2 separate regions of the Sus scrofa genome follow, and region 1 is linked to region 2. A link is a contact called in public promoter capture Hi-C data. All regions are on one chromosome and are shown on one strand. The core of a region is the stretch at or near the end of the contact, and the rest is flanking DNA. Distances in the headings are between cores, read along the strand shown.

Region 1 (4,659 bases), core at 923-3,422, 35 kb after region 2:
TACCACAGCAGGAACTCCTCTAATCTCTTTTTAAAGACGTTTTCTTTAATGTCCTAAATGGAAACCCCATTTCCAGTTCCAAATAATTCTTTACCCAAATAATAGTATCTAAATACTATTTGAACAATTCTACAAGATATATGCAAGGATAAGTTTCCTTCTAGCTTGTTCTCATCCTTCTCTCATTAATAACTCCCAAGACCACAATTGATTTTTTTTTTCATGTTCATCTCTCTGGCAATTTTTTCTCAAACACGGAAGCACATATGGACTTTCTTGCACAATGAGTAAGTCAAGTCCTTTCATCAGAATTAAAATAAAGATTAAAAGGAAAGTTGTTTTGTTTCCACAGCCCTTGCCCAGATAGGCAAATTCTGTGGCTTTTTTGTTGTGCAATTTTTCTGAGCAGGAAGTCACCATTAAAAAGGTACTTGGTCCTTGGCTCCCTATCTTAACCGTGCACAGGGTTTTAGTGGTATTCCTAAACAAATAAACAAAAATCAAAACAAAAACATGAGTGTCCCATTTCTATAAAAAGAATTAAACATGCTGGCTCAAACAAGAGTAAAACCCTCCCCTTGGAGTCTTCTTTAAAGGTCTGACACAAACACGAGGGGTGAGTCCCCTAGCCACTATTCCTGCACAACTTAGTACAGGCCAGCCAAAGAGGCAGGCACAACATGGCTGGCATTCCCTATTCTTCTGAAAAATGTGTGCCAATGAGCTGTGCATTGTTCCTCACTCAAAAAGAAGAGCCTTTCTGTCTGGCCTCCTCCAATGGCAAGCCCCAGTCTGGAAAAGGAAGAAAATGGCACTGAGGAGCCTGGGAGATGGAGCATATCCAAAGCTCTCAGACAAGACTTGAACCTATGACCTTCACTGTGTACACAATAGGCGGGTGAGAGGGACGGGTTTATCTCTGCAGCAGCAGTTCTCAGCCCTGGGGTAGCACTCCCGATAAAATGACATGACTATTGTGTGTGGCAGCAGAACAGTCATCTCCTCACAACAGCCTAAACCAGCACTCCCTCCCCCAAGACAAAGCAGCAGGGGTGAAATTAACTCAAGGCTGCAGAGCAAAGCCTAATACAGAAAAGAGAGGCCTGTGGGGGATTGGGGACTCTCCTCAACCCCTGGGGCTCTGGACACATGGCTGGAAACAGACAGGCTTTCTCCCCCATCTTTCCCACTCTCATTTAGGTAGGAAGCTGTTTCTTAGAGAATTTAATCATCTGTGATTTGTTCAGAAATATTCCCCCTGAAGGGCTATGATCTCTCCACCCTGTGTGAGCCTAATTCCTAGAAGCTGAAATGACTGTTTGCTGCTGCCTGTTTCACAAACACACATTAATTGGTCAGATGTGTCTCCTCCTCCTCAACCCCAGAGGGAGGAAGGAGAATCTGAGCAAAGCACAGAGATGATCCAACCGTAATTACACATAAAGGGAAAAGAGGGCAGCATGGGTTTTCCAAACAGGACAGGGTCACAAACCCTCCCGAGGGTACAAGGATAGTAGTTTAAGGGCCAGGCCTAGGGATCCCTCCATCTTGAAGAAAAGGACAGGAGTAAATGTGACCTGAAGACTACAAGGAGCACACACCCACAAGCTACTTACTGCACGCCCCCAGCCACCTTGCTCCCCCCTCCTGGGCCACGCACACGTCCTGCTCCCAGCCCTTCGCCCTGAACCCCCCTAACTCCCTGACTAGCTCCAGTCACCCTGGGCCCCCCGCAAGATACCAGACTGGCCTCTAAAACTCTCTGGCCTGTCCTTACAACCTGGCCAGACTCTAATCCCTCTCGGGTACCCCTACCCTCAGCGTGAACCGGCCTGGCCACGCTTTGAACTTCACCCCAATCCCCTCGACTCCCCCCTCCCCCACCCACGCAACGACCCCCCCCCACCCCGCCATACACACCTTCTCCTCGCTCCGCCCCGGCCCCCAACCCCCACTTCCTCCGTCAGGCGCCGCTGCCCCCGGCCCCCTCAGCGCCGCCGCCTCACTCCTCCCCCAGCCCCAGCTCCACACAAAGCTCGGGACTCACCGCGCGACCGGTCCCGGGAGCCGCCACCTCCGCCCGCCCGGGCCCCGGGCCGTAGAGCCGCCGCTGCTACGGGGCCCAGGCCGCCATCCGTTCCCGCGGCCCCTCCCCCCTCCCCACCCCGCCTCGGCCGGCTCTCCGCCCCCTCCTCGCGCCGCTCCGCCCCGCCCGCCGGTGCCGCTGTTCCGGGGCCGCGGGTCCCTCAGCCGCCGCCACCGCCGCCGCCGCCGCGATCCGGGACAACCAGGGCCGCCCGGAAGACCCGGACACTGGATTATCGGGCCCTCGGATCCGGATTCCGGGCTGGTGTGGAGTCTGGAGCGGTAGAGCGCAGGGGAAACCCGGAACCTGGATGGCGGAGCCAAATCCTGGGTCTCGGAACGCGCGGTCACACGGAGCCCGGATTAGAGACTCGGAGCCAGGATTAGAGACGCGTAGCTCTGGGAATGCTGGAAAACCCGGCCGGTCGGTTAAAACAGAGATAAACTCGAAGAAGCCTGGATGGGAGAGCTCGAACCTAACGCTCTCTCCTCGTGGAAAGAACTCTCGGTGGCCAGACTTCCTCGCAGAGAGGTCTCTGGGGAAGTATCGCACCTTAAATACAGAAGACACCAATTCTGTAAGTGTCCAACCGTGGGGAGAGAAAGAGCCATAAGGGGTGTGAATGTGAACATCTACAAAGAACAGAAGGGCAAACACAGCTCATGGTGGTTTCATCCATTTTATCCGTTGTTTCAGCAAAGTATCAATCCCCTAATTTTTTATCCTTTGTCTTCCAATTTTTTTTTTTTAGGATTATCACTAGTTTTCTTGTTCAAGCACCCATTTCTCATCCTATACCCCTCTTCACCTCATCACCCCATATCACCAAATCCTGTTGATTTATATCACCTAAAAGTCCTATTGTTCTTTTCCAACCCACCATTCTATTTATGATTGTAACTTTTTCTTTCCTTATCTGCCATTCATCTGATTGCTCAGCACACTATCTAGTAGGCATTCAGTCCTTATTTAAGTGAACACTCCCACCCACCTCTCACTTATGAAACATATCATACTCTTCACCTCCTAAATCATCCACCCCCTTCTATAGCAAACAAATTTATCTTAATTCTCAAGTCTTAGCCTAAATTATATCCTTCCTGTGTCCTTGACCACCTTAGCTCTGCAGTTTTCATCTTTCCTTTTTCCACTATCCTGAGGCATCCTTCAACAGTGCCACTCAAAATAGTATGTTACTGGGTCATAAAATCCTTTCACTCTCCATCTCCACATACACATGCAAAAGCTGTGTGTGTGTGTGTGTGTATGTGTGCACGTGTGTGCACACCAGGGGGTGATGGCTAAAGATGAACGCTAGGCCTGTCTGATCTATGAAAAATAATCTCCCCTTGGCCCACCCATATTCAGCTTGTTCTAGGACAGTACAAAAACAAAACTGATGCCAGGTGACAGCAAACCTCTAATCTACACTGATGATATTACAAGTGAGGATTCAGCTACTTTCAGGTAGAGAAAGAGAAGGGCTTAGTGTTTTAGGCTTAGATATGACTTAATTAAGGGTTACCATTTAAGTAGTCATTTCCTACTAAAGAGCATGACTCTACCATTGTAGGAGACTGGACTACAAAAATAGGGAACAAAAGAAACATTCCTACAGCGAACTCTTATTTATTTTTGCTTTTCAGGGCTGCACCCGCAACATGTGGAAGTTCCCAGGCTATGGGTCAGATCAGAGCTGTAGCCACTGGCCTGTGCCACAGCCACAGCAACATGGGATCAGAGCCACATCTGCGACCTACACCACACCTCACAGCAACCCAGATCCCCAACCCACTGAGGGAGGCCAGGGATTGAACCCAAATCCTCATGGATTCATTTCCACTATGTCACAATGAAAACTCCTGAACTCTAATTTTTAGAGAGAAATTTCTCAAGCCTAGAAGAACCACTAAAAATCTTCAAGCAATTGACATCCTATACAGTAAAAGAACCTGACTTCCTGTTCCTCTAGGCTAGGGTTTGGGAAAATAGGGCCCACGGGTCAAATCAGGTGCAATGCCTGTTTTGGTATATCCCATGAACTAAAAATGGTTTTTACATTTTTGGATGGCTGAAAAATAACCAAAAGAAGACTATTTTGTGATGTGAACATTATGTGAAATTCAAATTTAAGTGCCCCAAAATAAAGTTTTATTGGCTAATAGCCATGTTCATTCATTTACACATTATCTATGGATTCATTTTGCTTGCACTGCAACAGCAGAGTTGAGTAGTTGCAATACGTACTGTATGGCCTGAAAAGCTTAAAATATTTGCTCTCTGTCCCTTTAGAGAAAAAGTGTGCTCATTCCAACTCCAAACAAGCCCTGTCTGATAGAACTTTTGCAATGATGGAAATATTCTATACTTGCACTGTTCATTTCAGAAGTCACTAACAACATGTAGCTATTTGAGCACTTAAAATATCATACTGTGACTGAAGAACTATAAATTCTTGATTTCACTTAATTTAAATAATCACATGCGGCTAGTGGCTACCATATTAGACAGTGCAGCTCTAGATGCTTTTCAAATCTTCCCCATTGACATTTTTTGCTGTTTTCTCAACATCT
Region 2 (5,013 bases), core at 175-2,674:
GGAACTCTCAATTCCTCAAAGAGCAGGAATCATCTCTTCTATTCACCAGTGTATACCGAGTACCAAGCACAATACCTGGAATCTAAAAGGCACTCAAATCATATACTGAATGAATTAAAAATAATGGTAGCTAACAGTATATCATCTCTTTACAAAATAGTTCATATCCACAATATATTTAAGATCTGCCCGATAGGGATACGTCCAAGAAGTACAAGGTCAAGGTTTGTTTTTTTGTTTTGTTTTTTATACCTGCAACTGCCAAATAAAGAGGAAACTGGCAATGTCTCAATGATCACAATGAAAATTTGACTGAATGCAATACTCCAGAACATACACAAACATGCAACCTCAGGAAGTCAAGCTCAAGACAGAAGTTGAAAAGTAACTTTCCCTCTGTAATAGGGGAGGTTCAGCATCAGCTATAAATGGTTGTTCTTTGTAAACATCATTACCTTACCAACAAAAGCTAAACTCAAAGATCCTTTAATTACTGAGTGTCTACAATGTTAAAATCGGTATAGAAAACAGGTAAAAGCAGCCATAAGAGTATCTGGGCCTTTACATCCAATGTTTCTGAGGCAGAATGTAAAGGAGGAAAAGAGACTCCTTCAGAACAGTAAAGGATATGTTAAGAATCCCAAAGTAACAATGGAGTTCCCGCTTTGGCGGAATGGGATCAATGGCGTCTCTGCAGCACCAAGAAACAGGTTCGATCACAGCTGGCACAGTGGGTTAAAGGATCCGGCATTGCTGCAGCTGTGGCCAGGAACTTCATATGCCGCAGGGCAGCCAAAAAAAGAAGAAAAAAAAAAAAAAAAAACCCAGAGTAACAATATGCCGTAAGAATTTAGTAAACAAAAACCTGGCTTTGACACTGACTACCAATGAGAGCCTAAGCAAGTCACATGACCTTCTGGGTCTCAGTTTCCTCTTCTATAAAATGACGAGACTGGACAAGATAATCACTCTCAGGGCCCTCCTTGAATTTCAATACCCAGATGGAAAACAGAGCTGTTGAAGAAAAAAATTAATTAAGCTCAGACTTCACTGTAGTTCGACAGAACTGCATCTCAGTTCTACATAAATATCAACTTCTTTTTAATTTTTTCCATGAAGGAAAATGCTTGAGGGCATCTGGCTTCAGGAAGTAAGGCTGACTGCTATGTCATCAATAGCGGAGAAAGAACAGCTAGTGAAGGATGAAGGCGTTAAGAGAGAAAGACTTGGATCAGAAGGAATAAAAAAGAGATCTGACCTTGGTTGAGCAATGAGGGATTGCAACACGAGAGAAATGAGCGGGAAGGCATAAACTAGGGCAAGAAAACAAAACCAAGGGCAAAGGAAGATGCTCTTAGAACACAGGATATGATAGCAAGCATGATCGGAAGGCAAGAGAGCAAAGAGCACACTTTATCATGTTCTTTGTATCCTAAACTAATGGGGGAAGTGGTAAATACATGTGTGCAGCATTCTGAGAGTAGCAGAAGCTGAGACACAAACATGGGGAAAGCAGGGTGCAGAGTTTCTACCTTCCAAGATCAAAAGCAGCAGCTAAAGAGACAAGGAGAGCTTTTGGTTGCAAATTTCTATAGCCACTAGGGCTTCACTTTACATGACTGGCGGGGGGGCGGGAGGGAGCACAAAAAAAACAAAATACAACAGGAGTCTCACTGTAAACTCCTGGTTTAAGACCTAACTCAAAATCCACACAGATAGATCACTACCTTCTGTGGTTTGTAAATTCTTTTTTTCTTGCCTGTCAGAGTAGCAACAAGAGCGCTAAGCTGGGGACATTCAGACAGGCACCCTACCTCCCTTTCCATCCCTAACTTAACAACCTATCAATCAAACCAAAGGCAAGGCTAACAGACAAGAGCCAGAAGGCTCTGTCTTGTTTATTCCTCAACATTCCTTTCCCCCAACTCTTCAATTGACAGGATGTATGAGGCAGGAGTATTCAATGACAATTCAGGGCAGCAGTACTTGGTAAGAGCCATCTCTCCTAGAACTCCGGGCAACAGTTCAGTGAGCCCTGCCAGACAGAGGTGTGGTGGAGCAAAAGTAGGATCTCATGAAGGGAAATCCACATGCTTGGCTGATGGAAATTCATTCAGTCACTGACTGAGATACCTCCCTTGATGAAAGAGAAGGCCTGGAGGTAGAGAATGTGAATATTTAAATCTCCCTCTCTAGCTAGTGGCAGACCTGTGACAATTCTTTCCTATACCACAAACTTTGTCTCCTGTTTCCAAGAGGTGAGAGAGGTAGGGATAGGTGCGGAGACTCCAGCCAAGATACTTTACAAATTTTATGAGTTTTTCCTCTTCGTGACAGTTTCCAGCTCAGAGTATGTAATTCCTAGATTATATCAAAACATCTGTTTTGCTGTTTTGGTTCTGTTGGTTGTCCTCACATGGAAGGAACATTCCAAACCAGTTAAGCCATAGGCAAGCCCGTATCTCAGAAAGAAAATCTTTAAAAAGTTTTCAAAGACTTAGTTTATAAGCTGTGGTACTAATCATCAAACACTGACTGAGCAACTCTTACACCCCAAACCCTGGGGTTTTTGTTTCTCAAAAGCTGCTCCATACCAAGATTCCTAGCCTTCCCTTTTGCATCTTCTCCTCCTCCACTCCAGAAACACTGCCTCCCTACACAGTGCTTTCATCTCCTAGCAACCTCCAAACATTTATTTAAATAACTACTTACTTCAATGGCCAAATGCTTTATGGAAAGGCAGCCCCCAAAATCAGACAGTTCAAAAGGATTGAGGGAACAGGGGAAGGAACTGACAAAGCAGGTTCTTGCTTACAGTAACATCAAACTGCATGGCAAAGTTCTCTTCTAAAAGTATTTCTCAGCAATTTTATCTTTCCTCCAAAAACAGAAGCATAGTCTGTCTGCCTTTTCTCTTCCATTCCACTGCCCCACTCTCAGCCTTTTTTTTGGGAGACAAGGCATAAAGTAAAGCAAGATTATCAAGGAGAAAACCTCCCTGGCATCAAGATGTATTCTTAGCTGAATATACTGCATCTTTCAGCCCAATTATAATCTGAAGGGCAGTCACCCAACCAACCAGTTCCCGAACCTATAAGAGAAAATAGGTTCCATTTGCTTCTCTGTTGGAGACTTTCAAGGACATTTAGATTTAAATCCAATATGAAGCTAAGCATCATTAATCCTTTCACCCACAGACCCCTACTGGGCTTAGAAGATTGCAGCATGAGCCAAAGATTATGAACATGGATATATGGCAAGAGTTTACTCAAGCCAGTAAGGAACAGCCTAATGGGCTTGGAACAGAAGCAAGAACTCCTGGTACTCCTATGGCTCCCCGCCTTTTTTTTTTTTTTTCCTTCTCTCTTTTTAAGGCTGCACCCATGGCATATGGAGGTTTACAGGCTAGGGGTTGAATCGGAGCTGTAGCCGCTGGCCTACACCACAGCCACAGCAACACCAAGAAAGGCCAGGGATCGAACCTTCGTCCTCATGGACACTAGTCATATTCCTTTCCGCTGAGCCACAACGGGGACTCCTCCTAGGCCTCTTTAAAACAGGATTATCCTTCTGCATCCCAGAGAAAATTGTTAATCACAGCCAGCACAGGATGCACCATGCCAGTAACCAGCTGGAACTTGACTGTGTGCTGAGGTGGACTGTAGCATCTGCCACCTAAACACAGGCAGCCTCTCTGGCAGCTGCCACTGGTAAAAGGGAGCAAACCATTGTGTTAGTGGGAGAGAATTCCCAGCCCTGTTACCAAGGAGGCCAGATGTTGCTAAGAGCTACAGATGTGCCAGAGGCAAAGACTAAAATACCTACAGCAAAGAAAGCGCAAGCTAGCACTGGAATCCAGGCACTGAGGATACCACCACCTAAACATTCACATCCAGCCTCTATTCATTAACATTTACATATGGAAATCAGTATTCCCTGTTGCAGCTGATGTAATTACAGAGAAATCGATTTACACTGCATCTGCCTGGATCAGCTGAAAGCATAGGATGAGCAGAACAGACAGCAAAAAATCAAGAGCCAGTGAATAGCTCATTACCAGGCTGGCCACTTTGCAGGAAATTGTAAGCTGCAAAAGTTTAAGGCAGCCTGAGCTGACCTTAGACTCATATCTCCTCTGCTCCAGTCCTGCAAGCTCCATTTACTGAGACATGAACTAAGATCACCTTCCCAGAGGAGAACCCCTCGTGGGGCTGCGGGCACCTGCCCTTCCAAGTCAAGCAGAAGGCCAGGTATCATTACACTGCTTGGCAGCTATTAAACCACCAGGAGACCTTGATTCCCAGTAGTTGTGGAAGATACCAGACCAAGAACTATACTTTAGTGGCCAAAGACTCTCTTTCAAGGCCAAACTTTCACAGCCATAATACTAATCCCTAAAATCTGATTAAGTACCTCAGTATGCCTACTCCCTTGTTTACCTGCCCCAAACTGTGTTCTTTTGCTCTTTGGCAGTCATAGAACACTTGGTAGATAGAAGGTCATGAAACTTATTTAACCCTTTTCTGTTTCAGCAGAGACTCAGCAGCACCATTTATCTCATTAAAAAACAGCACTCAACCGAAAGCCTATTAAGTTTATCAATTTGTTCTTAAGTTTATCAATGACTCTAAGGATGAAATGCCAATCAAGTTGGGAACCACATAAAGGCTGATGTCAGCCTCTAGTAACAAGTAACCTTGAGGAAGGACAAGGACAAGGTGGGAAGTTCTTGACTTATAGAAAATTCATTCTATGAAGCAGCTTCCCCGAACAACATATATCCTTCTCCAAATGTCCAGGCCTGCTGTTAATGAATCTGTAGGGAATCTCCTAATTTGGAACAAAACCACATTACCATTACCAGCTGCTCTGACCTTGTAATTGGTCATTACCCACAAGCTAATGAGCCTCCCACAGAATGCACACAGTATTTGGCGGTTAGTCCAGGGCAGTTCTGACTGGCAGTGGGCAGCCAGATCTGGCCACCTCTTACCTTTTCAGACTTGACTTTCT

What was found. Promoter capture Hi-C pulls out the DNA fragments that hold promoters and counts their contacts.
Region 1: a contact with region 2 is called in a promoter capture Hi-C map of liver, with 3 times the contacts expected there. The contact joins the promoter of ZNF609 here to the enhancer-like site in region 2. A contact is called at or near these places in 1 of 5 promoter capture datasets (liver), 6 of 47 Hi-C or Micro-C datasets (epiblast stem cells, liver, skeletal muscle and 1 more) and 2 of 2 datasets of contacts at active chromatin or transcription factors (alveolar macrophages and skeletal muscle).

What each region holds. Positions count from the first base shown.
Region 1 is chr1:107,581,175-107,585,833 of Sscrofa11.1, forward strand. It overlaps ZNF609 (zinc finger protein 609), which reads right to left and starts at 2,173. Exons shown (of 9, transcript XR_002344510.1): 1 at 2,048-2,173.
Region 2 is chr1:107,547,372-107,552,384 of Sscrofa11.1, forward strand. ZNF609 (zinc finger protein 609) reads right to left here. Exons shown (of 9, transcript XR_002344510.1): 2 at 4,994-5,013. Among named protein-coding and RNA genes, the nearest start is that of ZNF609, 33 kb to the right of the region's middle. Within about 2 kb of position 1,425, at least 14 of the 83 cell types and tissues checked have an H3K27ac peak or open chromatin away from gene starts, as enhancers often do. A contact at or near this core is called in liver, where this site is marked.